Regions from separate parts of the Mus musculus genome. Here region 2 is linked to region 1. Evidence: chromatin contacts called from public promoter capture Hi-C data. All regions are on one chromosome and are shown on one strand. Each heading gives the region's core, a stretch centred on a gene start, on an enhancer-like site or on the middle of the called end of the contact. The rest is flanking DNA. Distances are from core to core; before and after follow the strand shown. Region 1 overlaps Dst (dystonin). Region 2 holds the start of Ptpn18 (protein tyrosine phosphatase, non-receptor type 18).

Region 1 (3,936 bases), core at 607-3,106:
ATGGAGTGACCTTTGACCGTTCACACACTTGCCCCCCCTGAGTGGAGAGGCATCCTGCAGAATCATTTGGAAGTTGTCACTGGGGTGGGCACTTCTGCAAGAGAGCAGTGGGATTTTCTGTTCACTGACAGAATCAGCAGGAAAAAATGGCCTATCTTGCTCTGAGGTATGAATGTCTTCAGCAGAGGACAGGCTTCTAATCTGTGGCTGTTCTCCGCTAACAATGCCTGGCTTTTCTTCTTTCTCAGCTGGGGGGCTGCATAAGCCAGAGTCCTCCTCTTCTGAAGTTTGAGAGTTGGTACCCCATCTGCACTTGCTGGCCTTCGCGACAGCATCTGACGCGTCTGAAGGCTCCACAAAAGAACTTTCGCTTTTGTTTGCATAATCCATAATATTGGCAGGGACAAACATCCGCCAGGACCTCCTGTACTCTCTCTTTTCTGCCTGAGACTTGGGCTTGGGCAAACCTGGGCTTCGAATGACGTCACTGTTTAGTTTGAGGGCATCAAAGATCATCTTTTCATCTAGCTTGCTCGTTTCCCGACCTCTCAGCTCAAATATGCTGGAAGAAGAAAGGGCACCATTGGAGCACAGAGAGCTAACGTCCAGTGTCCTGTGGCTGTAGGGTAAAGTCCGGTCTGTGAAATGCCTAGAAGACAGGCTGCCTTTGGACCCGGAGTCTATCTGTTCGTTCAGCCTCACCGTGTCATAGATGGACCTCTGTGGGATGTAACAGTCCTCGATATTCAGGTCCTCCTCCTCCTCTTCGCCTTTCCCTACGCATGGAGGGTTCTGGCGTAAACAGTCTGGTCTGCTGAGTGGTTTCCCCATTTCGCAGACAGTCAAAACAAATATCGCAGCTTTTGACACCGAGAGGAAGGAATTCGGTGAAGCATTTTTCCAAGAAGGTCTATCTGTGAGCAGGGCCGTGACACATCCAGAAAGGGTAAACAGTGAGGCATACTGCCTGCCTGAGGTGCTGCCGGTTAGGAGCAGTGCATCTATGAAAACGAAGCTACCCTTTAACCTGGTTCTAAGAAGTAACGTGCTCCAAGACAGAGCATTCAGCTCCCTCCACCTCCTGAAATTCCGTGAATGCTCCCTTTTAATCAGCCCCAAGCACACACACACAAGCGCACAGCTAACCGTGGCTTCAACGCCCGAGAGACTCTGCTGTGAGTCCGTTTCTCATTGTACTCTAATTTTGCTTGAGGTTTCCAGATTAAAATTTCCAAATGAGCAAGCGGTTCAACAGGCTGGATGTTAACTTCGGCAGAACTCTGGCTGACTGTAATCCACTTAAAGATGTACTGCGAAACTCCATGTCCTTTACAGATAAACAGCTTCTTGTTCAGATCAGAAGGCACAGCATGGTTCTTTGGAGAAAAATAAGTTACGTTTGATGTAAAAAAGTTAAGATTTTTCTCTTAGCTGGGAGGAGGAGCCATACATAAATAAGCTAGATCCAAAAGGCAGTTTTTTTCTTCCCATCTTAAGCTTCTTTGAGGTTATCCAGAATTACCCAAGAGAAAAGAGCCGGGGCATTAAAATCCAGCAACCATTAAAGTAAACAGTCAAAAAGCATGGCTTACTATAACAAGTTTCTCTTTCAAAATAAAAATTTTCCCCCAAGATTCTTATCTGATCTTCCTGAAGAAGGCTTATTCCACCTGAGGCGGCTGCAGCTCAAACTCCGGGCTTCCTCCGAGGCACAGGCAGTTGGCATCCAGCTGAAGCCCCAGCCGCTGCCCTATGGCCGGGCAGGCTGCGGCCGCTCCCGCCGGGGCTCGGGCTGCGTCGGGGCAGCGGGGCCGCGCAGCACACCCAGCCCCGGCGGCATCGATCTGATCCGCTCCGCTCCGCCCTCCCGTGACTTAACTTCACAGTCATCCTGCCCAACTCGGCCTCTTCCCCAGCCCAGGGCGGTTCCAGGGGGAGGAACCTCGAGGCTGTAAAGCAACAGCTTGGTGACATCAGCGCGGAGCAGGCTGGGGTCTGCATCTGGGAGAGGGCAGCTGGGTTCAGATATCCCAGAGGGATCCGAGGGGCAGCGCAGCGGCAGCAGAACCTGACACTGGGCAGCGCAGGAACAGCCATTCCCACCACTGGCTCAGACTGCTAACTCAAAGTGGAGGATGTGGGGGTGGGGGTGGCCAGGTCCCTGTCCTTCAGCTGGAACCACTCTCCTGCCATCACCAATCAGTTTAAGCAGGGCCAACAGGCTCACTTTGAAGTTGAGCGTTTTATCATTTCTCTTTAAAGGCCAATTTCAAAACTGACTGGTCTGCACATTAAAGGACCCCCACGGGTACCTCGCCCCAACACTGCTGACATGAATATTTGTAGTTACTAATATTCACGCAGACCTCTTGAGATTAATGCAAGGCCCAGGCAAGCAGAACGCCTCGAAACAGACTGGTTATTTAATAAAGTCACAGATACTGATTTTTATCTGCTCAACAAATGTTCTTATAAAAACAGTTTTTTTTTTTTTTTTAAAGTTCAGCGAGCCAAACCTTAGCCTTTTTTGGCAGAAATGACAAGAATTATTTAATAAACCCTATCCATTCTTTTATGAAATAAAGCAACACTGCCAGAAAAATAGGTAATTACAGAGGCAGTCAGACTTTAAAAAAAAAAACAACTCATAATCATTCATGAACAAAATGTGGCTGGCCTGACCCTCCGGCGAAGAAAGTAGCTGTGGGGTAATTTTACAAAAAATGTCGTGGGAGAACTTCTGTACCTTAAGCATTCCGAAGTTATTTTATAAACCTGTAAGCTGAAGTAAGCTACATTCACAGCCAGAACTCACATTCAGTGATTACTACACACAGCTCAGCGTGGGCTCACCGTTAAGTTGAAAAGTACATGTCTACAGACATTCACAGAGAAAAATTAGTTATAGAATACCCACCAACATCGCGACCCTGACGTCCACCGTCATGGTCCAGAACTGAAATGTTTCAACAGGCACACGAGTCTGTGATGCTCAGGTGTGCGAGCACACACAGAATGTGCCCCAGCTACCACGTCACCACAGGACTGACTCTGAGGCTGGGAGGAGGTAGAGATCAAGGGTCCTATTTTCACACTCCCACTACCTTAGAAACACAGAATGCCACCTACCCAAAGTAATAGTGGTAAAGTTTCCAGGAAATCTGGGGGGGAGGGGGTACCTTTCTCCAGACAGTTTAAGGTCCTTACACAATGATTCATAAAGAGTGGCCCTAACTCGGCCGTCTTTAGACTGAATAATTAGCACAGTATTATCCCAGTCTTATGAAAGGCCGAGCGGAACATGTAAACTTAGCTCCAGATAGGCAGTGCATTTTGAAAAAAAATTCATAGATAATTCATTACTAAACTCCAGCATTCAAAGTGAGAGCCGGGGAGGGGGGGAAATGACATCACATCATCACTGTACTCACCCCATCTTAGAGTGTAATGGGAAATAAAGACAATAAAATGGGCCCTTTGCAGCTTGGAAGCAGGAAGCACCACGGGAAAATGTGTGCTAGCTAGCTGATTACGTGTAAATGTGAACTCTTAGCATCTTTGTGATTTCAGCTTACTGTATTCTGGTCTGAGTTAATGACTGTATTATTTGTAGTATGTTGAGATGTCTAAGCAATGATGCACATAACTGTGTTGCTTGTGACCACAGGGAAAGCTACACCTAGATTTAACATAAAAAGTCAAGTTTGTGAACAAAAGTTGACCCAACTTTCACCTCATATTTGTTCTATGTTCTACTCCCACTGCTGGAGAAAGCAGGACAAACTACGATGTTTTAAACACTAATCATGAATGGTGAGAGCACACACACATTTTTCAGGATAGAAAAATTCAGTTGGCAAGAGGGTTTTCCTAAGAGCTGCCACCACCACTGACAGCTCACACATAAAGCCACAGTGCTATTTTCCACATGCAGCC
Region 2 (3,562 bases), core at 758-3,257, 220 kb before region 1:
TATGCTATAGATATGAGGTATAACATGTAGGAAGATGCTATAGGTGCTTTATAGCTGTTGCATTATTATAACTGGTGAAGAGTACCGCTCTTATCGGGTGCTCATATTTGCAATGACTGGCATTGTGTTTGGGCCACCATTCCAAAGTGGTTTACTTATGTTGGTCAGGTTTTTCCAGCCCCCAGAGACACCTTCTTCCTGTTTATGCATATCTTCTTGCTTATAAAATGTATACTTTATGCTAGTAGTTCTTCTGTTACAGCATTTACATATGAAAATTATCTAGACTCACATTTAACCTGTCCATATGCTTGTGTGTATATTTACTTACTAACTTAATACATTTGGTTTGGGTTTTTTGTTTGTTTGTTTGTTCGTTTGCTTGCTTTTTGGGTTTTTTGGTTTGGTTTGGTTTTAGGTTTGCGAGACAGGATTTCTCCGTGTAGCCCTGGCTGTCCTGGAACTCACTCTGTAGACCAGGCTGGCCTTGAACTCAAGAGATTCACCTGGCTCTGCTTCCCAAGTGCTGAAATCAAAGGTGTGTGCCATCATCACCCTGCTATAAATTTGGTTCTTATTAATGTTTGTTGTATCTGTTGTGGTGTTTGGTTGCTTTGTTGGGTTTTTGTTTGTTTGTTTTGCTTATTTAGTTAGTTGGGGTTATTTTTTTTGTTTGGTTGGTTTTTTTATTGTTTTAGAGACAAGGTCTTCCTACATATCCCTGGCTGTCCTGGAGTTCACTGTGTAGACCAGACTGACCTCAGACTTACAGTAACCTTCCTTTCCCTGCCTCCAAGTGCTAGGATTAAAGGCATGCACCACCACCAGAGTTTCACTGTTACTGGTTTACATATTGGCCTGTGTAAACTATCTTTTTCATTCTTTGAAACAATCTCCAGAGTATTCCAGAGTGGTCACAAAATTATGTAATTCAGGCTGGCCTTGAACTCATGGTTATCCCCCGGTTTTAGGCTACCAACTGCTAGAATTACAGGCATGTGCCACCATGCCAGGCTGTAAGTGATCATTTAATGTCACACTTATTTTTATATCATTGTCATTTACATTTCTAAGTTTGAGATAGTGTATTACGTATTTGGATCATGTCACTCTATTTAAAATACGTCATTACATGTTGTGTGCCATGGCTGTTGAGTGGCAGTAGCTCTCACAAGCTTGATTGGCCCGAGGTAACGTTTACAACCTTTGTAAACCATGTTAAAGGCAGGTGCATACAGTTAATATAGCCAGTGAATACCCAACGCGTGCTAGGTGCATCTACCCAAACCACCTAATTTTCAAACCGGCTTGTCTTTTATCATTCACAATTCAAAACAGGTGAAAATGAAGTCAGAGCTCCCAGGGCCACAGTTCTGAAAAGCCCTAGGATAGACTGGTAACGCGAAACCTAGGCTAGGCTACAAGTTTCCTCGTTCCTCTTTCTGCTGCCCCAAACCACTTCCTCCCTGGGATTACAAGGTGACCCAGGAGTGGCCCGGGTTGGGGACTCGAGTCCAGCGCAGGTGTGTTGCCTCCCTCCACGGCGGAAGCCACGGCCCCGCTAGGGAGAAGATTGCACCGGGAGCTCGACACCGACACCTGAGTGTGTCTGGCTCCTCCTAAACAGTAGCCGTCTTCACCCTCTGGGCACCTGTGGGCAAAGTGCGGAAGGCTGGGAGAGTCAGGGTGAGAGAAGTGCGGGAAGAGGAAAGCCGAGAGCAGGAGGGAGGAGACGCCCCGGGAGCTGAGAGGAAAAGGCAGAGCTTTCATATTGCACAGGTGGACAGCCGTGGGGAGCGCCTGGCTGCGAAGCTTGATGGCTGGAGTGTCACTCACGCTGAACTCACGAGCGAGGATTGCCCCCTCCCGGTAGTCCCGGGCCTCCAGCTGCTCCAAGAAGCTCCTCACCAAGTCCGTATGGCGACTCATGCTGCGACCCGCTCTGAGGTCTCCCACAAGGAGTGATCCGACTCCGAGAATTTAGCCACTGCGAGGTGGGGCCTCCATTCCAGCAGCCAATGAAGACCGGTAATTGGCAGGCTCCTCGGCCAATGGCACTAGGAGTTCACTCCGTTCGTCCCGCCCATAGGTGCTGGCTGCCACCGCAGCCGAACTGGCCGTCCAAGTAGCTGCGGGTCCCGCAATTCCCCACTGGCGCCTCGGGTGCTTCGGCTGCCGTGAAGCTGGTGGAGTCCGCACGGAACGCTCAGTCCCATTGGCCTTTCCAGGGGGATGGCTGCGCTCTCAATCTCGCAGGCCGGGTTCCCAAGGTTGCTCCGGAGTCCTGCGAGCGCTGAGGTTCACAGTCGTGCGACAGCGGAATATGAGAGAGGTCGGGGACTTCGAATAAATATATTCCCTGCACTTTGCTCTGGGAAAAGGCCTATTTCTGAGGGTAGGGGGTGTGATTTCACTTTTGGAACCTGCTGGAAAAGCGGGGACACCAGGATTCAGTCCTAACTTGTGGATCTTAACCCATACCCCTCAGGGAGGAAGAGACTAGAGAGGCATTGGGAGGAAAAGTGGTCTCAACACTCACTCCGTCCCCCTTCAGGAGTTTGAAGAAGATCTTATGCTGAAGCTCCTGGGGTCCTGGAGACTAAAGACTGGAGAAGAGCCGTGCTAAGGTTTGTAGCTGAATTGGTAGAGTGCCTGTCCCAGCATTCACAAGGTGGAGGCAAGAAAATCAGAAAGTCAAGGTCACCCTAGCTTACATTGTGAATTCAAAGTTAGCTTGTGATGAAATCCTGTCTCAAAGTTAAAAAAAAAAATGGAAGAAAGGAAGGAAGGAAGGAAGGGAGAGAGAGAGAGAGAGAGAGAGAGAGAGAAAGGAAAATGTTTTAATGATGGTGGAATGGTTCAGTAGGTAAATGCCTTGCCACTAAATAAACATGACAACCTGGATTTGATACCTAGGACCCACATGGTGGAAGGAGAAAATCGACTCCAGAGTGTTGTCCTTGGACAACTACACAGGCTCTATAGTGAGGGTGTATCTCCCTACACACAAAAGAAAATAAAAGGGGGTTCTTTCCAAAACAGGCTTCAGCAGATGGAGTAGCACCACCTGCAAGGGAACCAAAGAATTTCAAGCATTGCCAACTCTCTGTTGAGGGAGGGCTCTGAGGAGATCCGTTTGGGGTCGTGTGCAAAAGTAGGGCTAAGGCGAATTGAAAGTGCTTTAAGCATGCTGAGCGGAGCGGTGGTGGCACACGCCTTTAACCCCAGCACTTGGGAGGCAGAAGCAGGTGGATTTCTGAGTTCGAGGGCAGCCTGGTCCACAGAGTGAGTTCCAGGACACCCAGGGCTATACAGAGAAATCCTGTCTCGAAAAACCAAAAAAAGAAGTGCTTTAAGTCACTGGAAGATGAGTGGGATCATTGGTAAAAGGCTGTCAACTTGGTCATCACAGTGTTTAAATGAAGGAATGGATAGCATCTTTAAAAGCCAGACAAGACTTTATTGGGTTTTATCGCTAGATCTCTGTCTTACGTCACTGTGGGTCTGCCAGTGGTGGCAATGCAAAACAGCCAGATAGTATGAGGGTGATAGTATGAAAACT

The links. Promoter capture Hi-C pulls out the DNA fragments that hold promoters and counts their contacts.
Region 2: a promoter capture Hi-C map of second pharyngeal arch cranial neural crest shows a contact between it and region 1. The contact joins the promoter of Ptpn18 here to the enhancer-like site in region 1. A contact is called at or near these places in 8 of 39 promoter capture datasets (the C10 cell line, the HPC-7 cell line, cranial neural crest and 4 more), 3 of 484 Hi-C or Micro-C datasets (the HPC-7 cell line, nephron progenitors and rod photoreceptor), 10 of 115 datasets of contacts at active chromatin or transcription factors (bone marrow-derived macrophages, craniofacial prominence, embryonic basal ganglia and 5 more) and 4 of 9 other capture datasets (adipose tissue, embryonic stem cells, liver and 1 more).

What each region holds. Positions count from the first base shown.
Region 1 is chr1:34,234,506-34,238,441 of GRCm38.p6, reverse strand. All of the region lies in intron 60 of Dst (dystonin), which reads right to left. Among named protein-coding and RNA genes, the nearest start is that of Gm26788, 58 kb to the right of the region's middle. Within about 2 kb of position 1,856, at least 239 of the 459 cell types and tissues checked have an H3K27ac peak or open chromatin away from gene starts, as enhancers often do. A contact at or near this core is called in adipose tissue, bone marrow-derived macrophages, craniofacial prominence and 8 more, where this site is marked.
Region 2 is chr1:34,458,191-34,461,752 of GRCm38.p6, reverse strand. Ptpn18 (protein tyrosine phosphatase, non-receptor type 18) reads right to left here and starts at 2,007. Exons shown (of 15, transcript NM_011206.2): 1 at 1,837-2,007. The coding sequence starts at 1,929. It overlaps Gm32504 (a long non-coding RNA gene), which reads left to right and starts at 718. Exons shown (of 4, transcript XR_373299.3): 1 at 718-1,994; 2 at 2,090-2,332; 3 at 2,489-3,562.